Regions from separate parts of the Mus musculus genome. Here region 1 is linked to region 2. Evidence: chromatin contacts called from public Hi-C data. All regions are on one chromosome and are shown on one strand. The core of a region is the stretch at or near the end of the contact, and the rest is flanking DNA. Distances in the headings are between cores, read along the strand shown. Region 1 overlaps Fbxl13 (F-box and leucine-rich repeat protein 13). Region 2 overlaps Fbxl13 (F-box and leucine-rich repeat protein 13).

The links. Hi-C and Micro-C count contacts between places; a contact is called where the count stands out from the background.
Region 1: a contact with region 2 is called in a Hi-C map of muscle stem cells, with 3 times the contacts expected there. The contact joins two enhancer-like sites. A contact is called at or near these places in 3 of 15 datasets of contacts at CTCF or cohesin (the NIH/3T3 cell line, large pre-B cells and pro-B cells), 20 of 484 Hi-C or Micro-C datasets (the 3T3-L1 cell line, B cells, the C2C12 cell line and 12 more) and 6 of 115 datasets of contacts at active chromatin or transcription factors (the NIH/3T3 cell line, bone marrow-derived dendritic cells, embryonic fibroblasts and 3 more).

Annotation. Positions count from the first base shown.
Region 1 is chr5:21,584,586-21,588,787 of GRCm38.p6, reverse strand. It overlaps Fbxl13 (F-box and leucine-rich repeat protein 13), which reads left to right. Exons shown (of 21, transcript NM_001199632.1): 8 at 3,495-3,590. Among named protein-coding and RNA genes, the nearest start is that of Lrrc17, 43 kb to the right of the region's middle. Within about 2 kb of position 1,882, at least 40 of the 459 cell types and tissues checked have an H3K27ac peak or open chromatin away from gene starts, as enhancers often do. A contact at or near this core is called in the C2C12 cell line, the NIH/3T3 cell line, fibro-adipogenic progenitors and 1 more, where this site is marked.
Region 2 is chr5:21,485,311-21,489,832 of GRCm38.p6, reverse strand. It overlaps Fbxl13 (F-box and leucine-rich repeat protein 13), which reads left to right. Exons shown (of 21, transcript NM_001199632.1): 20 at 3,457-3,620. It also overlaps a transcript of Fam185a not described here. Among named protein-coding and RNA genes, the nearest start is that of Lrrc17, 56 kb to the left of the region's middle. Within about 2 kb of position 2,317, at least 42 of the 459 cell types and tissues checked have an H3K27ac peak or open chromatin away from gene starts, as enhancers often do. A contact at or near this core is called in the C2C12 cell line, the NIH/3T3 cell line, fibro-adipogenic progenitors and 1 more, where this site is marked.

The sequences.
Region 1 (4,202 bases), core at 633-3,132, 99 kb before region 2:
GATTACTCGTTTTTAAAATATGTGCTTCTTTAAAAAAATAATTGTGTTCTTTGAAATTTCTTACATATATGTAATGTGTTCTAGTACTCTCTTTCACATTCTCCTGCCTCCCGTCCCTACTAACCCTGCCCTCGAAATCTCTACCACATGCTTTCCCCAGATTCATGACTTTTGCCTTTGTTTTATGACCCGCTCAGTTTACCCAGAGACATCTGCGTGAACACTAGGTTGGAACCATCCACAGGTGAGGCCACTAGTGGACACACAACTGAAGAGCATGGCTGTCCCTCTCCCTGAGTGTATCAGTAGCAAATACTTCAGCGGTGACTGGAGGCGCCTGAGCTGTTCCGCCCATGCCTAGGTGTTGACAGGCCCGTTTTTTTGTGCAGACCCCGCACAGACATCTGCAGCTGCTGAGAGTCCGTGTCCTGCCCAGATGGAGTTAGTTATCCATCGCCCTTCCGTATCTTGCCGCTCTTGCATTCTTCCTGCCTCTCTTCTGCTGCATCCTCTGAGAGCGTGGTATAAATACACTGATTAGGGATAGGCCCTCCGCCATCACATATTCTCATCGTTTTGAAATCTCTGTGCTCACCAGTGTCCACTAGAAAGTATTCTCTCATTAAGGCCAAGAGTAGCTGTAAAAGTTCCGGCTTTTCTATACCTGCCCTTGTTCCTGAATAATGACATGGACACCTTGATAGTTATTAAAGGCTTCAAGCACTACAGCTGGGCAGATTCTGATCTATTCTAACCCGACTATGTTGCCCAGGCCTACTTCCTGAGCCACGAGGGGTTACATGCAGTCTTCCTCTCACTTTGGCTTCGCTGTCTTCTGGTAGACTCCCTGGTCTCCAAGAACCTCAGCCTGTTTCAAGGCACGGAAGTCCCGCCTTCTCTCCTGTCAGCTATAGGCTGATCAGCTCTTTATTGACCAATCAGAAGACGATGAAGAACAATGTTTTACAAAAAAAACAAAACAAAAACCGAGTCAGGAAATACTTCTTAATAAGGACAATAGCCAATGAAGGAGCTAGAGAAAGTAGCCAAAGAGCTGAAGGGGTCTGCAGCCCCATAGGAGAAACAACCATATGAACTAACCAGTACCCCCAGAGCTCCTTGGGACTAAAGCACCAATCAAAGAAAACACATGGTGGAACTTGTGGCTCTAGCTGTATATGTAGCAGAGGATGGCCTAGTCGGCCATCAATGAGAGGACAAGTCCTGTAAAGGTTCTATGCCTCAGTATAGGGGAATGCCAGGACCAGGAATGGGAGTGGGTGGGTTGGGGAGCACGGGGAGGGGGGAGGGGGTTTTCGGAGGGGAAACTAGGAAAGGGGATAACATTTGAAATGTAAATAAAGAAAATATCTAATTATACATATATGTAAATTAATATTATAGCAAGTCCTGGCTGCATCCAGGTCTCTGGGTGCAGATATTAGCATTTGAATACACAGTGCACAAAAACACCCCCTGCAAGTAGCATTTGTCGATGAGTGTAAATATAAATATTCAGAAGGCAGTTTGAGAAGTGTGGAGTGCTTCCTGAGTTTTTAGATCCTCCTCACTCAAGAACTATACTTCTTTGTATTGCTTAACCCGAAGCCAGCACAACATGCACACTTTTTAGGCAATAACAATGTGAACGAATAGGTATAGTTTTCTTCCTGAGCGAAAACCGAATTTAGAATAGTTTAGTCGTGATTGCTCTCTCCATTCTTAGGTTATTATCATCTAGTGTTTAGTCTCTTTAAAATTTGAGAGTGCAGGTGCTGAAGAGGCCAGCAGAGGGCAGTGGGTCCCCTGGAGTGGATGTTACCCGCAGTTGTAAGCCACCCAAATTGGGTCCTCAGGCTCAGCAAAGCATTCTTAACTGTTGAGCAGTCTCTCCTCTAATGCTTTAGTCACACTACTGTTTTACAAGGTTAGTGTGGGTAGCTATGTACTGGTTAGATTCTTTGCTCATCATGAACTATTTGTATCCTCCACCCCTTTGGGGATTTCAATATTCTTCGGAAAGTGTGTGTGTGTGTGTGCACTTTCTCTCTTACTCCTATTTAATTTTAGATTTTAGTCTTTTTTGACAGTATCTTTCTCAAGAATGCTGTCTTCCTTGTATTGATTACCTTAAACTTAAAACTTAGGAGTTTTATGATCACAGTCTGACCAGTGATGTTTTCATTTCTGTTTACGCTTACTGGATTTTCTCCTCGTGTTGGTTAGCCTTTAGTTTTATTTGGGCTTAATTTGTGGCAGTTCTGTAATGCTTGGCTCCAGTTTGTGTCTCTTTAGAGAAAATGATTTATTTCTGACCAATGTCCCAGGGGTTATTTTCAATTTGGAACCATGTTTCATGCTAATATATCAAATCCAGCTGCAAAGATCATAGATTTCAGGTGGATTCCATAAACAGTTAAAGCAGGCATGGCAGCTGGTCTTTGCTTACCAGTTCTTTGGGGGAGGGTTTATTTTTATTCCAACGGCATTATAATGTGTAGTATGTGCCTCTGTTGGATAAGTGTGGTGACTGTCTCCTGTGTCTGCATAGGCTTACAGAGCTCATTTGTCATGAAACCATCCCTATTGCCTTCCAGACACTTGTACCAGGAGTGCTTGTCAGTCTGGATTTATAAACTTTCTTTACTTAAAAAAAAATTCAAGTTATGTTTAAAATTTGTTTTAGTATTTATTGATGTTTTGTATCAAGAATATTTTTTCCCAATCTGCTACTTATCCAGAGATGGAAACCAGATGGGTTTATTGAGCTTTCCTAAGAATATCATAACTTTAGGAAAATGCAGTTCATCTTAGCAATTATTAAATGAGTTCTGTGTTTTAGCTACTATTTAGAGAAAGATCACTAGCTTTCTTCCAGAATACTTCCTTCATGCAGAAAACAAGCATGCTCATCTTTTTGCTATCTTTCTGTAGCTATCAGTTTGAACTATCACATGATCATATTTTCAAGTGGTTTATATAAAACTTTCTACAGAGTTTGCAGCTCAATAGTAATAAAATATTGTAAAGAACTATGAACAGAGACTACATTATAGAGTTCCACCTAGTACTTTGTTTAATTCACTGTAAGAATATAGTTTATGATGCAGCTTTAAAAAAATTCCCAGATTTATGTTTATAAGAGTCTGAGGAAGCCGGGCAGTGGTGACGCACGCCTTTAATCCCAGCATTTGGGAGGCAGAGGCAGGCAGATTTCTGAGTTCGAGGCCAGCCTGGTCTACAGAGTGAGTTCCAGGACAGCCAGGGCTATACAGAGAAACCCTGTCTCGAAAAAACAAAAAAACAAAAAACAAAAACAAACAAACCAAACCAAAACAAAGAAAACATTCCTCCCTTGAAATGTAACTCTAGCCTTATCTAATATACAGAAGATATTGCTGTTAACACACACACACACACACACACACACAATGGAAGAACTACACCAAAATTCAGGTATCAGTCAAAATGATGTTTTTCTTCTCTGTGTTTAGATTTTCTTGTACCTCACCTTTAAAGACATGATGGCGTGCAGTCGAGTCAACCGCTCCTGGATGGCGATGATTCAGAGAGGCTCCTTGTGGAACTCTGTGAGTAGCCGTGCAGGGCACTGTGGTCTTCTCACGGGCACATGGGGATTGTCTTCCGGAAGGCCCTGTAGTAAGGGGGCCTCCTTCCTGCTCCCCCACCCTTCTCTGTGGCCATCATCAGAAAGGGCTTTTTGTTTGTGTTTTTGGTTTGTTGGCTGTTTGGTTTTGCTGGAGGAAGAGGTAGAAATTTAGAGTAACAGTATCTTAAGAGATGTATCTGAATTTTAAATTTTAAATGGTGGAATATGTGAGTTGGATATTCTTTTTAGACTGAAGCAAAGACCCATTTTGCTGGGTAAGCTACACCTTACCCTTGCCTCGTTATTTGTCAACTTCTTCCTGCTGATGAAGGCAGGTTCTACGTTGAGCTCTTACTATGAGAAAGAAAACTTTTAAAAAGGAAGCATTTGAGCAATAATCCCAGCACTCAAGAGTGAGGCAGGCAAAGCTCTGAGTTCAAGGTCAACCTGGTCTACTTAGTGAGTTCTAGGACAGCCAGGGCTATATAGTGAGACACTGCCTTAACCCTTCCTACTCCTCAAAAAGAAAAAGAAAAAAAACTTTATTATTAGTTTTTTATAATTATTTTATGTGTATGGGTATTTTACCTCC
Region 2 (4,522 bases), core at 1,068-3,567:
TTTGCATGTCTCCTCTATAAAAAAAAAACCACTAAGTATTAACATAAACTTCACTGACATTGTTTGACTCTCTACGCATTTCCTCAGTGGGGCAGATAGACAATGTCCCTGTAGTCTGTCGAAAGGTTATTTGGTCATCTTTGGTCTTAACTTTGAGAATCTATGACTTTCCTGAAAAAAGTAGGATGGAATAGCATGAAAGAAATAGTGTCATTACAAGCATTGACTATATAATCGCTTACAGGGAGAAGTAAGGCACAAACTGCTGACACTTAAATACTTCTTTTTCAGAATTTTCTTCTGTGTACAGAAATGTCAGAAATGGAGGTTTGTGTTTTGTTGTTTTAAAGGATGGAATAATACTTTCAAAGTATAATATAACCCACTTTCTTTTGTCTTTAGAAACCCTGAGTCTAGGTTAATAAGGCAGATCAAATACACACACGTAATTTCCCTTGAAGCTCTGCCACGATGGCCGCTGAGCAGTGAGAGTGCAGTAGGATAAGACAAACAGGAGGGACACAGGAGTAAGGAAACTGGGGACTTGAAAATAGGTGAACAGCTTAGGTGACAGAGCCAGCTGGGAATCCATGGGAACCCATGGGAACGCATGCTACAGGAGAGAAAGCTGAGGATGTCTGAGCCATACAATGGGCTTTAAAGCTTGGCAGCAGCACTGACTTCTGGAATGCTGTTAGGAGGGAGTTAAAGTCTGTGTTAAATACTCTAGAGACGCAGCGAGACCCCAGACTTCCTCTGCTCCACATCTCTGGGCAAGACCCCACCCAAACCAGAAGCAGGGACATCCATTTTCTCAACCCTGACAGTTCTGAAGTTCCAGACAAGGAAGTCTTTATTTCCCATCTTGAAAACCAAGAATATCTCCAGACACTGCCAAATGTCCCCTGGAGAGCAAAATTGCCATTGTCTAGAGATAGTGAGGCAGAAGGTCTCTGCAGGGAAAGGCCATGCTGCACTGGGAGTTTGGGTACAAAAGTGAAATGGGGAACAAGGCTCCAGAATTTGGAGAGCAGACAAGTTAGCGTTAGCACTTTCCCTTCTCACTCAGAATTCAGACTGTGGCTGCCAGAACTTCCCTTCAGGCAGGAGATTAGATGCCTCTTCTCTAGAGACCTTGCCAGCCCACAATGTAAGACAGAAAACTCCTGACAGGAGAGTGTTCTCAACCCCCCTCCTAGGTCACCCTTCACTCAGGTTTGGAGCGAGGCCTACACTGTACACTTAGCTCTCACTCAGAGGCCTGCCTTCCGCCGATAGCCGTAAATGCTTCCAGTTTAGATTTCAACATGGTCATATGTCAGTTAGAGGTTTTATAATGGTTAGAAAGAAATGATCAATGGATTTTTTTATCATGCCTGACATGTTGTTGGCTAATGTATACATATATATGTATATATACATACACACACATATATATATGTATATATACATACATATATATGTATATATAGTGTATATATAGCATATATATATTTATAGTGTATATCATCTGTTACTATGCAACCAATTACCCCAAAAATTGATGGCTTAAACTCACATATTTTTTTGAACTTTAAAACCAGATTTATTTGATTTTTAATTCTGTATTTCTATGTGTGCCTATGGGTGCACCCACAGAGGCCAGAGGTGTTGGACTCCCACTGGAGAGTTACAGGCTAAGAGAGTTAAGTAGCTTGATATGGGTGCTGGGAACCAAACTCAGGTCCATTGCAAGGGCAGTACACATTCTCGACCAGAGACATCTCTCTGGCCCAGACCTCTCTTATTTTGTTTGCTCAAACTCCAATGGCCAGCTGGTATCAGTTGGGTGGCTCTTCAATTACCAGCTGAGCTAGGGTTGTCCATGTGGCTGTGACCATCTGCTAGGTCCACTCAAAGCTGGCTGGTATGGTCCTCAGCTGAGAAGAGTTCTTTCATTGGACGTCGTGTTGCCCTCTCACAGGCTCTCTGAGCACTTGCCAGCCACCAGCACCTTCCAAGAAAACACAAGACCAAGCAGACTACAATTGTATTGCATTTTGAAACCCTTTCCAGAATCTAATTAAGACATGCTGTAGAAAGTTCAGAAGTAGTTAGGTTTTAAGGTGATACATTTCTAATACATTGCTAATTTTTAAAGTAATGTGCTTATAGTTCTTCCAAAATAGGAAGTAACTTCATTTAAACAGTTTCCCAGAAATTCAAAGGAAGTCGTGTTAGGAATAAAAATCTGTCCAGTGGGCCAAAGCTAGGATCTTGCATCTGAATCAGGAATACAGCCAACTCATCTCTGTCTCCAATTTCCAGCTCTTGAGTCATACCCCCCACCCCCCGACACACACACACACACACCACCTCCCTACTGAACACACGGAGCTTCCAAACTAGAGATGAGGGCTCCTTTCAAGTCTCTGTGACAAACCCTTCCACTCTGAGCTCCATCTGCCTGGACTGTCCCCTCACCTCAGTGTCCCTCTATAATGACACCAGATCCTCAGAGACTCAATTATTATGGCAGGGATGTCTAAATGAAGTTTTGTGAGAACCAGTTACAATTCTGAGTCTTCGTTCCAGGCATGTTCTGGAAACAGGGAATGCTTAGACAATGACAACATCTACTTTCTCATACTTGAAAAGTAGACATGTCAAACCACGGGGCTTTTCTGCATAATTCTCTTAACTTTACATTAAAAAACAGTGAGCTAAGCCTCATAGTATATGTTTTTTTTTTTTTTAAGCATTCGTATATATAAAGTAGGAAATTGAATCCAGTTGGAAAAATTCCTTTGGGGAGAGTAATCTAACTTACTCTACAACAAATTTCAGTTCAGCCATAAATCAAAAGCCAGACCCCAAGACAGTGAAATAGATTAGAAATGGAGTTGAATTAACTCTGCAGGACAGCTGACAGACTCGGATAGTAGAAGACTGGCCAAGATTTGTCTGAGACTTGCCCGGTCTGTTGCTTCTGTTTATCACCCTCTTGCCGTACAATGACTGCTCTCTGTCCATAACTGGGGCATTTATCCTTTCCTATGACCTACTAGAGATGCCCCAACCATCCGTTCTCATGGTAATCTGATCCTGTATGGAGATGAACATATATATATATATATAAATTTTCTGTAACATAGTGGTATTAAGCATACTTTTCCAAATTGGCAAAGCTTTACAGAGGATTTCAAGCATGAACAGATCTGTTGCTGTAGCATTTCCTAAGTTCCTCATAATGACACAAGAGGTATTAAATTACTAAAGAAAAATTGAGGGTTTCTCATCCAAACCAGAGGATGCTTAAGAACAACAACAAAACAACAAAATCACAAATCTGCTTGGTATCTCTTGAGGCAGGTATTTCACTCTTGCCATGCTTTTATTACTGCACCCTATATAAGATGCTGCCCTCCTGGAGGACAGAGCCACTCACTGACTGCTCCTTACTTTGGCTGTGTTCAGATTACCGATGCAGGGATGGAGATATTATCTGCAAGGTGCCATTATCTGCACATTTTGGATATCTCTGGCTGTATCCAACTTACAGACCAGATCATTCAGGACCTTCAAATAGGCTGCAAACAACTCCGGATCCTCAAGATGCAATTCTGCAAGTCCATCTCTCCGTAAGTAGGCAGCTGGACAGAAAAGGGCTTAGCAGTTCCCGGAGAGCTTGGCGTGTGGCTGTGCCATTTCTGATACACAACTTATATTTTGACTAATTGAAACCAACATTCTGAGTTGAACCAAGCAATTCCTTCTAAAACTAACTTCATAGTTTTATAGTCCTTCTACAGAAGCCTTTAATCTCAGCCCCTTCCTCTTTATGACCAAGCAGGTGCCTAAGTTAATTCTGCCCCTTATCACTGAGCTCTAGACCTGCTGCTGAAATGTATCGCCCCAAGGCATGAGAAAGCAACGACAAGCAGCTCCCTCACCACACACGGGAAACCCTTGCGTCTCATGGGTGTTGGGCTTCCTTCCAGTCTGGAAGCTTCTCTACTTGATGTTTGGACCGCAGACACAGTAATGAGTATTTGCACTGAAGCCTGTAGGTAAAATAGTGAAAGAGCTGGGACGTGAGGGACCAGAATCCAAAAAATGAGCTAACAGAGAAACACATGTTCTGCTGTTCTTTCCCTATGGCTGTGGAAGATGCTCAGGTCACCATCACTCTCGCCTGTGGCCCTGCAGACCACGAGCAGTGACCACACCCAGACCATTTTCCTTCTCTGTACTGAGTCAGAGGTAACTTCCTCCTTATGGTTGTTCCCAGGGTCCTACTATTTCATAAAATGTTTAATACCACCATTTTTATAGACACCCGTGTGACAAGATGGAGGGCAAATGCGTTGTGTGATGCAGTCATCACTTTTATAGAATCTAAAACTCCAAACTGTTAATGAGCACTGAAGTTCCTCTGGCTTGTAGCTGACTGAGGAGGTGTACTGCACAACCCACTACACATTTCCAAACTTAGCAATGAGTATTCGGCTTCATATCAACTGTCTGTGAGTCTCTAAAACCA